Linked DNA regions of Mus musculus: regions 1 and 2 are each linked to region 3. The links are chromatin contacts, called in public HiChIP or PLAC-seq and promoter capture Hi-C maps. All regions are on one chromosome and are shown on one strand. The core of a region is the stretch at or near the end of the contact, and the rest is flanking DNA. Distances in the headings are between cores, read along the strand shown. Region 1 holds the start of Ube2e2 (ubiquitin-conjugating enzyme E2E 2). Region 2 holds the start of Rarb (retinoic acid receptor, beta). Region 3 holds the start of Thrb (thyroid hormone receptor beta).

Region 1 (3,965 bases), core at 898-3,397, 1.2 Mb before region 3:
CATACATATACCTGGGACTTGACTGGCTGTTGCTTTCTGGAATAATGATCAGCAGACATTTTGGACAACAAGATCAGCAGAATTCACTAATGATCTAATGTAGAGTGTGAAACTGACAAGGATAAGAACAGGGAAACCCTGTGAGGCCTGGCTCTCCTCTTCATTCATAGTTATATCCCTACTACCTAGACTCAATAAACAAGAGCCTGGCCCACAGTATTTAGTATTCCTAGAATGAATGATAAGGGTGAATCGGACTTATAGTCCTGTTTTGAACTTTGAAAAATGCCAGCTAAAACATCTGCAGATGGACAAAATGCTGCTGAAACACAGTTTCAACAATGGCATCGAAGCTCTTCAATTCTATTCCCTGAGTGGAAGCTGACATCACAACATCCCCAAGCCCCACTGCCAGTGACAGAACAACAAAACGACTCAACAGTGGCTGGGGCAGAAGGGTGTTTTCTTATGAAACATTCATTGTAAGCCAACAGCACACACACAGAAGCATAGGCTACCAGAGGCAGGATGTAGAGTTCAGTGGCAGAACTTCTGTGCCTGCTTAGCCTGTTGAAGCCCTGGGTCAAATCCCAGCATCAAAACAAAACAATTTTTAAAGGGTTTCAAAACACAGTCAAGGCTCTGCTACTTCTGTATTCTTGAAACATAATCAGAAGAATGGGAATAGGCAAAGAGTTCATGAGGTTAAGACTGTCTATGAAATACTGTATTTGATCATATTCTAAATATGATGCATTTCTACTAATACACTGTACTATGTCGGAAATACACACACCATGAGACAGATTTAAGTGGCCACACAAACCAGAAAACCAGGTTTCACTCATTTCTAACTCTTCCTCTCATACATTCTTGAGCTGACATTCGTAAGGACAAAGGTGCTGTCATTTTTTTTTTCTCAGTAGTCAGTTCCAGGCTAGACATTACTAGCTGCTTTGGGCAGTTTTCAGTGATGTAATTGGTTAAAAGCCAGTTCTTGAATGTATCTCGTGGAAGCATTTTCTGTTCCAGATACAGGTTATGAGTCTTGTATTGCTCTAGTCTCTGGGGTCTTTTTGCACTAGTTGTTTAGGCTGCTTGATTGACTCAGAACTTCACATTCCCATGGTGGCCTATGGCATCTGGTAGGTTGGGTTTCCCATGGTTTCCTATGTATTGGCTAGCACTGTTCAAGTGATTTGGACCATACTTGAAATGGAGGTCTGTCTTTAGCCCTCTCTGCTGAGCAGGACTAGTGCATGGGCTCAGCCACTCCCAAGAATCCTCACAGAAGTTAAGAGTAGTCCTAGATCTCAGCGGTTATGATAGGCTGGAGGTGTTGTGTGTGTGTGTGTGTGGGTGGTGGTGGTGGTGGTGGTGGTGGTGGTGGTGGTGGTGGTGGTGGTGGTGGTGAAGTGAGTTCATGGGCGCTGAGTTAACAAAGCATGTGCAGGTTTTTGTTTTGTTTTGTTTTGTTTTGTTTTAAGTAGCTATTTTGGGCTACAATGACAGGGCAACCTTATATTCCTCAGGCCACCCACAGCATGGCTACTATCCCACCTGTGTCTTTCAGGCACAGTGGCAGCCTCCCACTTGCTCTGATAGTGCTGCCCCCTTCGTCCCGCCCCGCCCTCCCCAGCCTCCCAGAGTGACAGCTAGCAGCCCTGGACAGGACTAGGCACCGCAGGACCTTCCCTGCAGCAGTTAAGGGGTAAAATGTGGCTTCACCCGGGCCCACGCGAAGTTTTCCAACAGCGGTGCAGGTGGGTCCTGCGCGAGCACGAGCTGGTGGTGCAGGTGTGTGTGTGTGTGTGTGTGTGTGTGTGTGTGTGTGTGTGTTCTCCCTACCCCTCATCCCAGTCCGCCGCACTGCACCTTATTGAAGCGCAACCCCACCCCTTAGCCCGCGTGTCCCTTTAATTCGTGCGCTCCTCAAGGTCCTCTCGTCCCTCCCTTCCCGCCGCCGTTGAGCCTCGATTTCCCTCCTCCCTTTCCCTTCGCCCTAACCCGCCTTTGCTCCGGCCCGCCCAGCCCAGGACTCAGCTGTCACTTTACTTTTGCGCGCGCACCTCACAGGTCCTCGAGCGGGCACGCGCCGGCGGGGGCGGGGCTAAATCGCGTCGCGGGCTCGCGGGCGCGACACCGCGAGGCCGACGTGGGGCTCGCGCTGTCGCGGGCTCTCAGGGCAGGCAGGGCGAGCGCGCGCTTGGGAGGGGGCGCGCGCGGACGGCGGGCGGCGGCGGCGGTGGCGGCGGCGGCGGCTCGCGGAGGCGGCGGTTTCACTCCCGGACTCGGCGTCGGAGCCGCGGCTGGAGCGCGGGCGACGCCGCGAGGTGAGTAGGTGAGGGCGGGCGGGCGTGGCCGCGGCCAGAGCCGCGGCGTGGGGCGCGCGGGGACCCCACGCGGCGAGGGCCAGCCCGGCGAGATCCCCGCCCCCGCCGCGGCCTCGGCTCGGGTGCGCGCCCGCGGCCCCGCAGGCCTCCCTGACCCTGCGCGTGTCCGCTGGGGCCCGCGCGCCCCTCCCCCGTCCCGCAGAGTGTGGCCGTCCTTCGCCCACGAGGACCTCTCCCCTCCCCTCCCGAGCCCACCGCAGCCAGGAACTAAGTCTCCGCAAAGTCCAGGATGGATGTCGCGGCGCAAAGTGCCCGGCTGTCCGGAGCTCTTCCCAAATTGCATAATTGCTACAGGAGGTGAGGGTGAGGGAGTACCCGCTGGGTGTGTGCGTGATGCCCCGGGGTGTGGGTTGTCACACTGGTCTTTTGTAATGCCCGATGCTTGGCACAGTTTGGCTCCGAAGCCAGTTTTCCTCTGGCTTCTCTGCAGCACCCACTGGCCTGATTGGAAACTGGATTACCCTTGTCCTCCCACCCCCACCCACCCCCTCTTCGCTACTAATGTTTTGATCCATTTGCCCTTTTCCAATTCTAATGAACATAAAGCCTGGCTTCTTGTGTCTCTTTTTCCACAACTAACCAGAAATGCCCCATCCATCTTCCCTAAAGGAAATTAAGGCCGCATTAGAGAGACATCATCACCCTGGGCTTGGTGGCAGCTCTTGGACTTATTTGCTGATTTGCAAGATTCTTATCCTCTAACCTTGTATTTTGTAATTTTGAGGGTCTACTTGAGTATTTCCATTTTAAAGTACAAAAGAATGTGCTAGGACTTACCTCTGATTACCTTACTGTTTTTAAGATTTTTTTAAAGCTCATCTTAGTTTTAAATCCTTGGATTTTGAAAAGCATGCTCTAGAAATGCAATCTTGGGAATCTAAATATTTGTCTTTCTTCAGGCAGTCAGGATGCTCCTGGGCGCTTGGCAGTCTTGTTTGTGGGTGATGGTGAAGATGGAGTGTTTTCATATGTCATACCTTGAGCTCTTTCCTCTAGGGCACAGCACTTCCCTCAATCAGGTGCTCCACTTTTATTTTCCAAATAAATATCTTTTCAGACACTTGGGAAGCTGGATAGCGCTACAGGTTTGGCGTATAATATAAAGTATTTTATGTTTTGGAAAAGTTCAGAAATCACAAGTAGAAAAACTGGTATGCCAATGCAAGTTCACATTTTCCTGTTGCAGCTGCACAAATGAATACTTGCTTTTCTAAGTTTTTAAAAATCATGACATTTGATGATTTGAATAGTAATGTGGACTTGAGTACTGTTGGTTTCATCGGTGGGATTTGTTTAGATCCGTAAGTTTTTCTGAAACACGCTAATTTCACTCACTATGTGCTGGGAATTTCCAGAGCCTGATGACATCACAGAGCACATAGTCAATAAAGCTCAAAAAGAATGAGTGTGTTTAAATACCTAAATGTAATATGTTTATATTTAGTTAGAAACTAAGGGTTACTTGAATCTGAAGTAAAAATATCACTTTAGGTGTCTTAAGATCTTTGAAACTGTCATTGGAGGATGTATTTGTGTTTAGATCCCTGGAATTTAGCTTCCTTCTAGGTTAGG
Region 2 (3,918 bases), core at 1,332-3,831, 1.1 Mb after region 3:
GTAATACTGACCTCTGTCCTTGGAACCATAGGGTTAGGAGAAGGGTTAAATATTGCTTAGGTCTCCTGAAGAAAAGGAATTTTAGCAACACACAGGCACACAAAGGAGGAATATTGTGGAAGACATTTCTGGGCTCAACCTCTCTTTCCCATGACCACTGCCTCCCTGCACTTTGGGACCATTATTAGCAATTTCCACAAGGAAGTGCAGCAGCCTCCTGGAGAAAGGGCACCTGAGACACAGGTATCTGCCATGGTGCCAAGCTTTCTCACCTCTAACTTATTTCAGTTCTGTTCAGTTCCTCTCCCCTCTGCCCATACCTTTTCCTCCACCTCCAATACTAGGTGCTCGTGACTCTGTTTCCAGGGAACCCAAGACCTCAAGGAAGCATTCAGGGACAGTAAGTCTCTTGGGCCAAGCAGAAAGTCACACATAGCCCAGCGTTTTGTATCTTTACAATTGTTCAGTGGTGGTCAGTTAAGTGGTCGCTTTGTAATGTGTGTTGTCTTTGTAGTTGACAAGTTTCTAACAAAATGGCTACAGAAAGGAAAGCAAAACAGTGTGCACTTCCAGTGAGAGCTCTCCCTTCAGCACGCTGAGCTTCCTATGCTGCAGGTATAGAGGGCTTTCTTAGGGACACTCACTCCCTAAGGAGGAGTGTGCAGCATGCTCCCATCCTGTGCCAGGACAGCCAAATAATAGCAAACTAGTCAGAAGGGCATTTCAGCAAGGGTGGGTGTACCTGACAGGCTCCCCTGTGTGTCAGTGTCCTTCCCTCCCTGCACTGCCCACAAAGGAAGACAGGAGTCAGGGCTTCCCCACCCATTTCCTTGCCAGCCTCCTGTGGGAGAATTCCCAGCTTGGCAGAGAAGGAAGCAGAGTCTGGCTCTGCCCGGCATCTTCTTTCCAATGGAGAAGTTGGAAGCTAGCTGCAGGTGGCTTCCCTTTTTGAAAGTGCTGGCTGTTTGGCTGCATCTATATTAATTGCCTCTGGGTTTTTGAGAACAACTAAAAAAAATTCTGCTCCTTCCCCTAGGCTGAGTCAGTGTAACCAGTTAAAAAAAGAAAAGAGAAATCCTCTTGTCTGAAGATTAGGTTTTTTATTTGTATTTTTTTAAAACAGGTATAATTGGACAGGGGTGGTCTGAGCCAAGTCTAGCTTTCAGAATTATAAAACCCTCATACTTGCCCAGTATGAGGAGTATTTTCAAACTCCACGTTATGTGTGGGGACCTGTGCCTGACGAAGTGGCCACCAACACTCTGTGCATAGACTGAGGATTGGCGTGGGTTCAGACAGGGCACAAGTCTACTAACTGCTGAACACTGTAGCCTCAGGAAGGTCTGGGTATCCTTGGCAAAAGTCCCACAGCTAGAAACAGGAGGCTGAGACACTGCTAATATTCCTTTTGTGTGTTTATTGAGAAGTGACAGGTAGTTATTTACGTTCTATGGATGGTATACAGATGAGAAAACTGGGTCCTAGAGAAAATCAGTATTTTCCTAGACACACAGATGGCCAGTGACAGAGTTACTGTTTTCACCAACCAGCAAACCAGAATCTAAAATTCTTTCTCTGTCTCTCTCTCTCTGTCTCTATATCTCTCTCTGTCTCTCTCTGTCTCTATATCTCTCTCTGTCTCTCTCTGTCTCTATATCTCTCTCTGTCTCTCTCTGTCTCTATATCTCTCTCTGTCTGTCTGTCTCTCTCTCTCTCTCTCTCTCTCTCTCTCACACACACACACACACACACACACACACACACACCTCAGTCTCTGTGTTTTGCCTTTCACTTTCTGTGTTTGTGAGAGTGCGATTGGCAATGGGGGGTGGGGGGTGGGGGGTGGGGGGAGGGAGGTGGTGGATAGAAAGAAGAGAAAGGTGAGATTAGGAACAGAGTTTGGTGCAACTAATCTGTGACTGCTCCAGGTGTTTCTGCCTGCAGGGTTTTTAAAGTCTAAGTAGATCCCAGAAGGGACTTTTCTCTCCCCTCCGGAGCTAGGACAATCCCTTCAGCGAGCTCAGCTAAAGCCTGAAAGAGTGAGAAAAAGGGAGGAAATAATAATAATAATAATAATAATAATAATATGAAGAAGGAATAAAAAGACGGCAGGCTTAATGGAAAGTTTCCCGGCCCCAGAGGCTTCCCTCTGCGAGCGGTGGCGGGGCTCCTGATGGGCAGTTCGGGGCTTGCGGAGTGCTTTTACGGGAGTGGAAAGATACCTAAGTTGCAAGGGCTTGGCCAGGAACAGGAGAGCAGAGAGGAATTTCAGAGGCGAGCTGAGGGCGAGGGTCTCCCTGCCAGGGCCGGCCGATGAAAAGGCGCAAACCGCAGCCGCACTCCCGCTCCTCCCTGCGCTCCTGGCATTGTTTGCACGCTGAGCCGTGGGGAGCACCGCGCGGCTGGCCGCGGACTCGCTGGCTGAAGGCTCTTGCAGGGCTGCTGGGAGTTTTTAAGCGCTGTGAGAATCCTGGGAGTTGGTGATGTCAGACTGGTTGGGTCATTTGAAGGTTAGCAGCCCGGGAAGGGTTCACCGAAAGTTCACTCGCATATATTAGGCAATTCAATCTTTCATTCCGTGTGACAGAAGTGGTAGGAAGTGAGCTGCTCCGAGGCAGGAGGGTCTATTCTTTGCCAAAGGGGGGGACCAGAGTTCCCGTGCGCCGCGGCCACAAGACTGGGATGCAGAGGACGCGAGCCACCCGGGCAGGGAGCGTCTGGGCACCGGCGGGGTAGGACCCGCGCGCTCCCGGAGGCCTGCGCGGGCGTCGCCTGGAAGGGAGAACTTGGGATCGGTGCGGGAACCCCCGCCCTGGCTGGATCGGCCGAGCGAGCCTGGAAAATGGTAAATGATCATTTGGATCAATTACAGGCTTTTAGCTGGCTTGTCTGTCATAATTCATGATTCGGGGCTGGGAAAAAGACCAACAGCCTACGTGCCAAAAAAGGGGCAGAGTTTGATGGAGTTCGTGGACTTTTCTGTGCGGCTCGCCTCCACACCTAGAGGATAAGCACTTTTGCAGAGCGCGGTGCGGAGAGATCATGTTTGACTGTATGGATGTTCTGTCAGTGAGTCCCGGGCAGATCCTGGATTTCTACACCGCGAGCCCTTCCTCCTGCATGCTGCAGGAAAAGGCTCTCAAAGCCTGCCTCAGTGGATTCACCCAGGCCGAATGGCAGCACCGGCATACTGCTCAATGTAGGTTTATTATTTTTTTTCCTTTCTTTTACCAAGGAAAAATAAATGTCTCTCTTGCATGCAATAAAGACACTGGAATAAAGTGCAGTGGTGGCAAGACAAAGGGTTTAATGATTTAATGCTGAAGGGGTGTGATAGGCTGCCATGCATATGGATTCCCTCTGCTGAAATTCCCTTGGAGAGGTTTCTTGAAACGCTCCTGCGCCCCTGTTCTCCCTTACCACCCTATTCTTTCTTGAAGATAGGTGTTTTTTGTTTGTTTGTTTGTTTGTTTTTAAATAAGTACGAAAGGAAGGGGAAAAATAGAAGGTGACCACGGACTTTGAACATTCTTCAAGTAGTGCAATCTGATATTCCATGCAATTTGTGTAACGGGTAGAGAGGGGACTTAACTTTGCTGGGATTAGCCACGAGCTCAGTAACACTTCCCCCTTATGTATTTCAACAGTGCAAAGTAATTAAAATATGACATGGTCTCTTCAAGGAATGCAACCGTGTAAAGGCGGTTAATCAGAGTTCATAATGTACCGGGCAGGATGGTGCAAGATGCTGCCTCCCTCGTTCCCTTCACCGAGAAAAGGCAATATGTCTTAGCTGTGACCCCACTGCCATCTCTCCGAGTTACTTTGTTGGTCTAAGAAGTTTCTGTTTTGCTAGGTTACTCCTGGTCACCAACACCCCTCGGGCTGGCCATTCATTATTTCCATACCTTACAATTC
Region 3 (4,131 bases), core at 1,563-4,062:
AGTTTTGTAGCCTAAATGTTATCACTGACAGCCCTTGGTCCCTCAGAACTGCCAAAGCCAGGGACTTTGTTATGACATCAAAGTATGAGAAGTCTTGGTCCTAACTATGCCTCTGGAGTAAGATCCAGCCTAAACTCAGATAACTAAAGGTCAATGTCTTCAGTAATCAAAGGGACAGGAGGTGTGTAAGGTAGAAGCACTGTTGAGTATTTTGATATAGCCAAGGCAAAGCCTGGGAGGAGGAACTTGAAGAATTAACTATATAAAAAGGTAGATCAGCTGTTATCAGATGGAGAGCAACAGAGAGTGAGAGATGCAAAGACTGACATCTCCCACCGTGTGTGTGTGTGTGTGTGTGTGTGTGTGTGTGTGTGTGTGTGTGTGAGAGAGAGAGAGAGAGAGAGAGAGAGAGAGAGAGAGAGAGAAAGTGTTTTCACACCTCACCAGATTTTAGGCATGTCCAAAATGGCAATGGTTGAAGTACTTAGCCAGGCATTGGGGTCAGGGCAATGTTTTTTCTAATTTGTTCAGTTAAAATTTACCAGTGCCTATGGAGTACTAGGTATTCTTGCAAATGCTGGTAGAACAAGAGTGCAAAAAGATATGAACACTGTCGTCCTCCTGAACACCATGCTGTCATCTAGAATAGTCAGAATTCAGTGTTAAAGAGGAAATTCACAAGTATCAGAACAAAAGAACAGTTCTGACCATAGCTAGTATTGAGGGGAAAAACAGATCAAAAAGCAGAGGATCTTTCAGAGAGAACACAGGGAAAAAAAGCCTGCCTACTAAGAAGGTGGCATGTAACCTCCACAAGAGCAAGAGACTAAAGAAGCCAGTCACCTCTACTGATTTCCATAGAAAAGATAAGCTTACTACACAGTAAGTATAGAAGCTGTCTGGTAGCTCCAAGCATCCATTGCTGGATGGAACCAGCATCTACAAACAAGCAGGGAAGGAGCGGGCCTCAGCTTTCCCTTCCTAGGAATTGTTTAACAAGTCATCCTTTTCCAGAGGTGCTGGATTATAGGGAAGTTGCAGCTTGTTTCTTTTTAATACAAAATTTACCACAAAGAAGCTGGAAGGGGAGAAGTCAAATATTTATCCCCCTTCTAGTGCCAGTTACTTTATATAGCAATACCTCAATGCCAATGAGATTAAGCTTTTGCATTGTAATGCCAACAAGAACAGTTTCATTAAAAATTAGCAATTCTGAAGCAGTTCAGTACCATTTACCTTTACTCACAAAGTGAAGCAGATTTTTCTTTTCCAGTATATAATAAACAATTGGAATTTATTTAAAATATAGGATCCTAATAGTATCTATTTAACATGGGAAAGCAATAAGTTATTCTTCACTAATTTCTTCACATAAAATGGCTCAAGCAAATGCACTTTTTACTTAATATCTCTCCGGGTCAATTGAAGCACGGCCAATCAGCATGAAAACACTCTAAAATCTGCCCCTGTCCAAAATACTTCCCACGAAACACCTTTTCATTAATGGTACCAAGTTCATGACTTCTTTCAGAACGGGAAATAACAAGCTGAAGTGAATTAGGGAGATCAGTCATCCAGAATATTCAGAATGAATCACAGAACGTTTCTTTACCAAAAAGAAAATTTTATTCCTTTGCAACACAGTGAGGATATTTCATTACAGTATCATCAAACATGCTAAACCAGAGATAAATCATATAAAGAAACTCCCCAACGGGTCTACACTACTTAATACGGTCATCGTTAACTAAATTGCTTGCTGTGTTCTCCTTTTCATGCATTGAACAAAGAATGTTCAGTTTTAAACAGGTCTTTAAAAACTGATCACTAGTATCTAGGATCAACCACACTTGAAGAGGAGGAATTTATGCAATGTTATTTTCTGATTCGACAGTCTTTGAGTTCTTCATGTGTGTGCAAAGGGCAGAATGGGATAGCGAACCTGCCTGCCCAGGTATTCTTTTCTTTATTTGACTCACTATAGAAATGCTTAATAGACCCTTTAAAAACTTCCCATTTGGGGCAAATTATACAGTTAGCCTTTAATTAAAAACAAACAAACAAACAAACAAAAAACCAAAAACAACCCACGTATGCACACTCCGCCCCCTCCCTCTTAAAAACAAACCAGAAGGCTTTAAGAATTAGCTCCAATAATAATCCCACTGCAGTCACGGGAAATCTTCCTCCAAAATGACAACTAACCCTAACAATAGAAACCCTCCAAAGACGTCTTTCCCGGTCTTAGGGAGCACAGCTGACACCACCCGGATCGTCACAAACATGCAGAACCCAAAAGAAGCAAAGGAAAAGAGCGATTCTGGAGGGAGGGAGCCTGCGGAGCGGATGAGAGGCAGACTGGCACTGAGCAGCAGCTTATTCAGGACCTTTCTCCTTTCCAAAGCCTGGAGTTCCTGTGCAGGAGCCAAAAAGATGGGACACGAGACCCACAGTCCCTTTAAATCGCCCACCCCCGCGCCTGTCAGCCTCTTCCGAACCCCCATGCCCTACAACTTCCTCCTCATGGAAACTTCCACTGGGTTCGGAGCCCAGGACGTCAAACTCCATTTCACAAGGAGCTTGTCCCTAGTTGGGTTCTGGCTTCAGGTCCCTGCACCGGGTGCCCGAGCCCGAGAGGAGCCGGTCTCAGAGGCCAGCTTCAAGGACAGAGCGCGTCGCTGGCCACCCGCGCCCGGCCCGCAAGACCTGTAGACCTCCCCCCACGCCCGCCCACCCTGCCAAGTTACCAGAGCGCTGGAGCCTGGAGGTGGCGCCCCAAGGCGGCGTGCTGGCGAGCTGCGGCCGAGCAGCCGGTGGCCTCAGCTCTGGTGCTCGTATTAGCCATGCAAAGTTAATCCCGCCGCGTCACGCCGGCCGGCCGCCCGCCCAAGGCTGCGCCGTGCTCGGCCGAGCCGCAGTCTCCTCCCCGCTCCGCCCCCTCCGCCACGGGGTCCAGTACTGCGCGGGCTCCCGAGCGAGCCCTATTCCCTTGACCTGTCAACTCTCCTCCGGCGCCGACGCTGAGGGGCGCAGCGTGGGTCCCAGGACACCGGCGACCTCTCTGCCGCGACCTGCGCGGGCGGCGAGGTGCAGGGCCGGAGTCTCCGACTCCGGAGGACCCAGCGCGGTAGCCTTACTAGGGACTAGGGTGTCAGCTCCTCCGCCGCTGGCGAACCGCCGACCGTTCTTCCCCTCTGGTCCTCTAGCCTGTTCGATTCTCCCAGCAGCTGCGGCAGGCTCAGGCCACCCTGGCTCCGCCAGAGTATCAGAGACGAAATGGCTTCCGGGCTGTGCTCCCTGCCACTGCCCGAGCAACCCTCCACTCGAGTGCCCTGCGCACCTGCCGCTTATGTGCAAATGTCCCCCGCTACGACTCTGCGGTAACGGCGCCTTGTGCGCCACCCTCCCCCGGGGTCACGTAGCTGCGGGTCTGGTGGACACGCGTCCACCCACCCAACTGCAGGAGCGTGGAGGATCCATTTGAGCCATCATTCTTTTAGTTGAAGAGGTAGGAGTGTGACAGGGGGTGGGGTAGGGTATGAATGACAGGAGATAGAGGGGATCTCCAGGGGCACAACCCTCCTGAGTCGCCCGACAGGCGCGGCAGGTGTCACCGCGCTCCTCCTTCCGCCCCCAAACCACTTGTGGTGCGCTTGGAAACACGGGGCGCTCAGATCCTCCTGTGGCTCTGGACGCTCTGCTCCCCCACACCAATGGGCAATGCCTTGCTTGCCCTAAATGAGAAGTGCCCCCCCCCCCCAACACCTCACTGAGTGTGTTCCGGGTTGGTTCTACAAGTAGGGTTTAAAGGGACACCTCGTTATTTCGCCTCTGTCCTAGAAATATAAGTACAAAACCAGAAGACAAAAATAATCTCCACCCTGGAAGGGTTCTGCACTTGCAAGCATAGCGCTGAAATGTCCATACCTCAAGTTCCGAAGGTCAGGTTGGGAGAAAACAGCGGGCGACAGTGTGCTGTTCCAGATGACCCAGGCAGTCTTCCAGCTACGCCTTGGAGGTAGGTTTTATTGGAAAAACGCAGAGTGCTCAGAGAACTCGCAGCCAATGGGAAGTTAACAATTGCGACAAAACTACTTTGATTAAGGACCGAATACAATTATGTTCTTATGA

Evidence for each region. Promoter capture Hi-C pulls out the DNA fragments that hold promoters and counts their contacts. HiChIP or PLAC-seq counts read pairs in DNA pulled down with a chosen protein or histone mark.
Region 1: a contact with region 3 is called in an H3K4me3 HiChIP or PLAC-seq map of stem cell-derived neural progenitor cells, with 11 times the contacts expected there. The contact joins the promoter of Ube2e2 here to the promoter of Thrb in region 3. A contact is called at or near these places in 1 of 39 promoter capture datasets (embryonic stem cells), 2 of 115 datasets of contacts at active chromatin or transcription factors (astrocytes and stem cell-derived neural progenitor cells) and 2 of 9 other capture datasets (adipose tissue and liver).
Region 2: a promoter capture Hi-C map of hippocampal neurons shows a contact between it and region 3, with 4 times the contacts expected there. The contact joins the promoter of Rarb here to the promoter of Thrb in region 3. A contact is called at or near these places in 2 of 39 promoter capture datasets (cranial neural crest and hippocampal neurons) and 3 of 115 datasets of contacts at active chromatin or transcription factors (astrocytes, large pre-B cells and stem cell-derived neural progenitor cells).

The regions. Positions count from the first base shown.
Region 1 is chr14:18,891,953-18,895,917 of GRCm38.p6, reverse strand. Ube2e2 (ubiquitin-conjugating enzyme E2E 2) reads left to right here and starts at 2,147. Exons shown (of 6, transcript NM_144839.2): 1 at 2,147-2,333.
Region 2 is chr14:16,574,139-16,578,056 of GRCm38.p6, reverse strand. It overlaps Rarb (retinoic acid receptor, beta), which reads left to right and starts at 2,581. Exons shown (of 8, transcript NM_011243.2): 1 at 2,581-3,199. The coding sequence starts at 3,043.
Region 3 is chr14:17,659,641-17,663,771 of GRCm38.p6, reverse strand. Thrb (thyroid hormone receptor beta) reads right to left here and starts at 2,812. Exons shown (of 10, transcript NM_001113417.1): 1 at 2,748-2,812. LOC115488350 (serine/arginine repetitive matrix protein 1-like) reads left to right here and starts at 2,194. Exons shown (of 3, transcript XM_030248233.1): 1 at 2,194-2,540; 2 at 2,608-3,508; 3 at 3,841-3,856. The coding sequence starts at 2,194. The coding sequence ends at 3,484.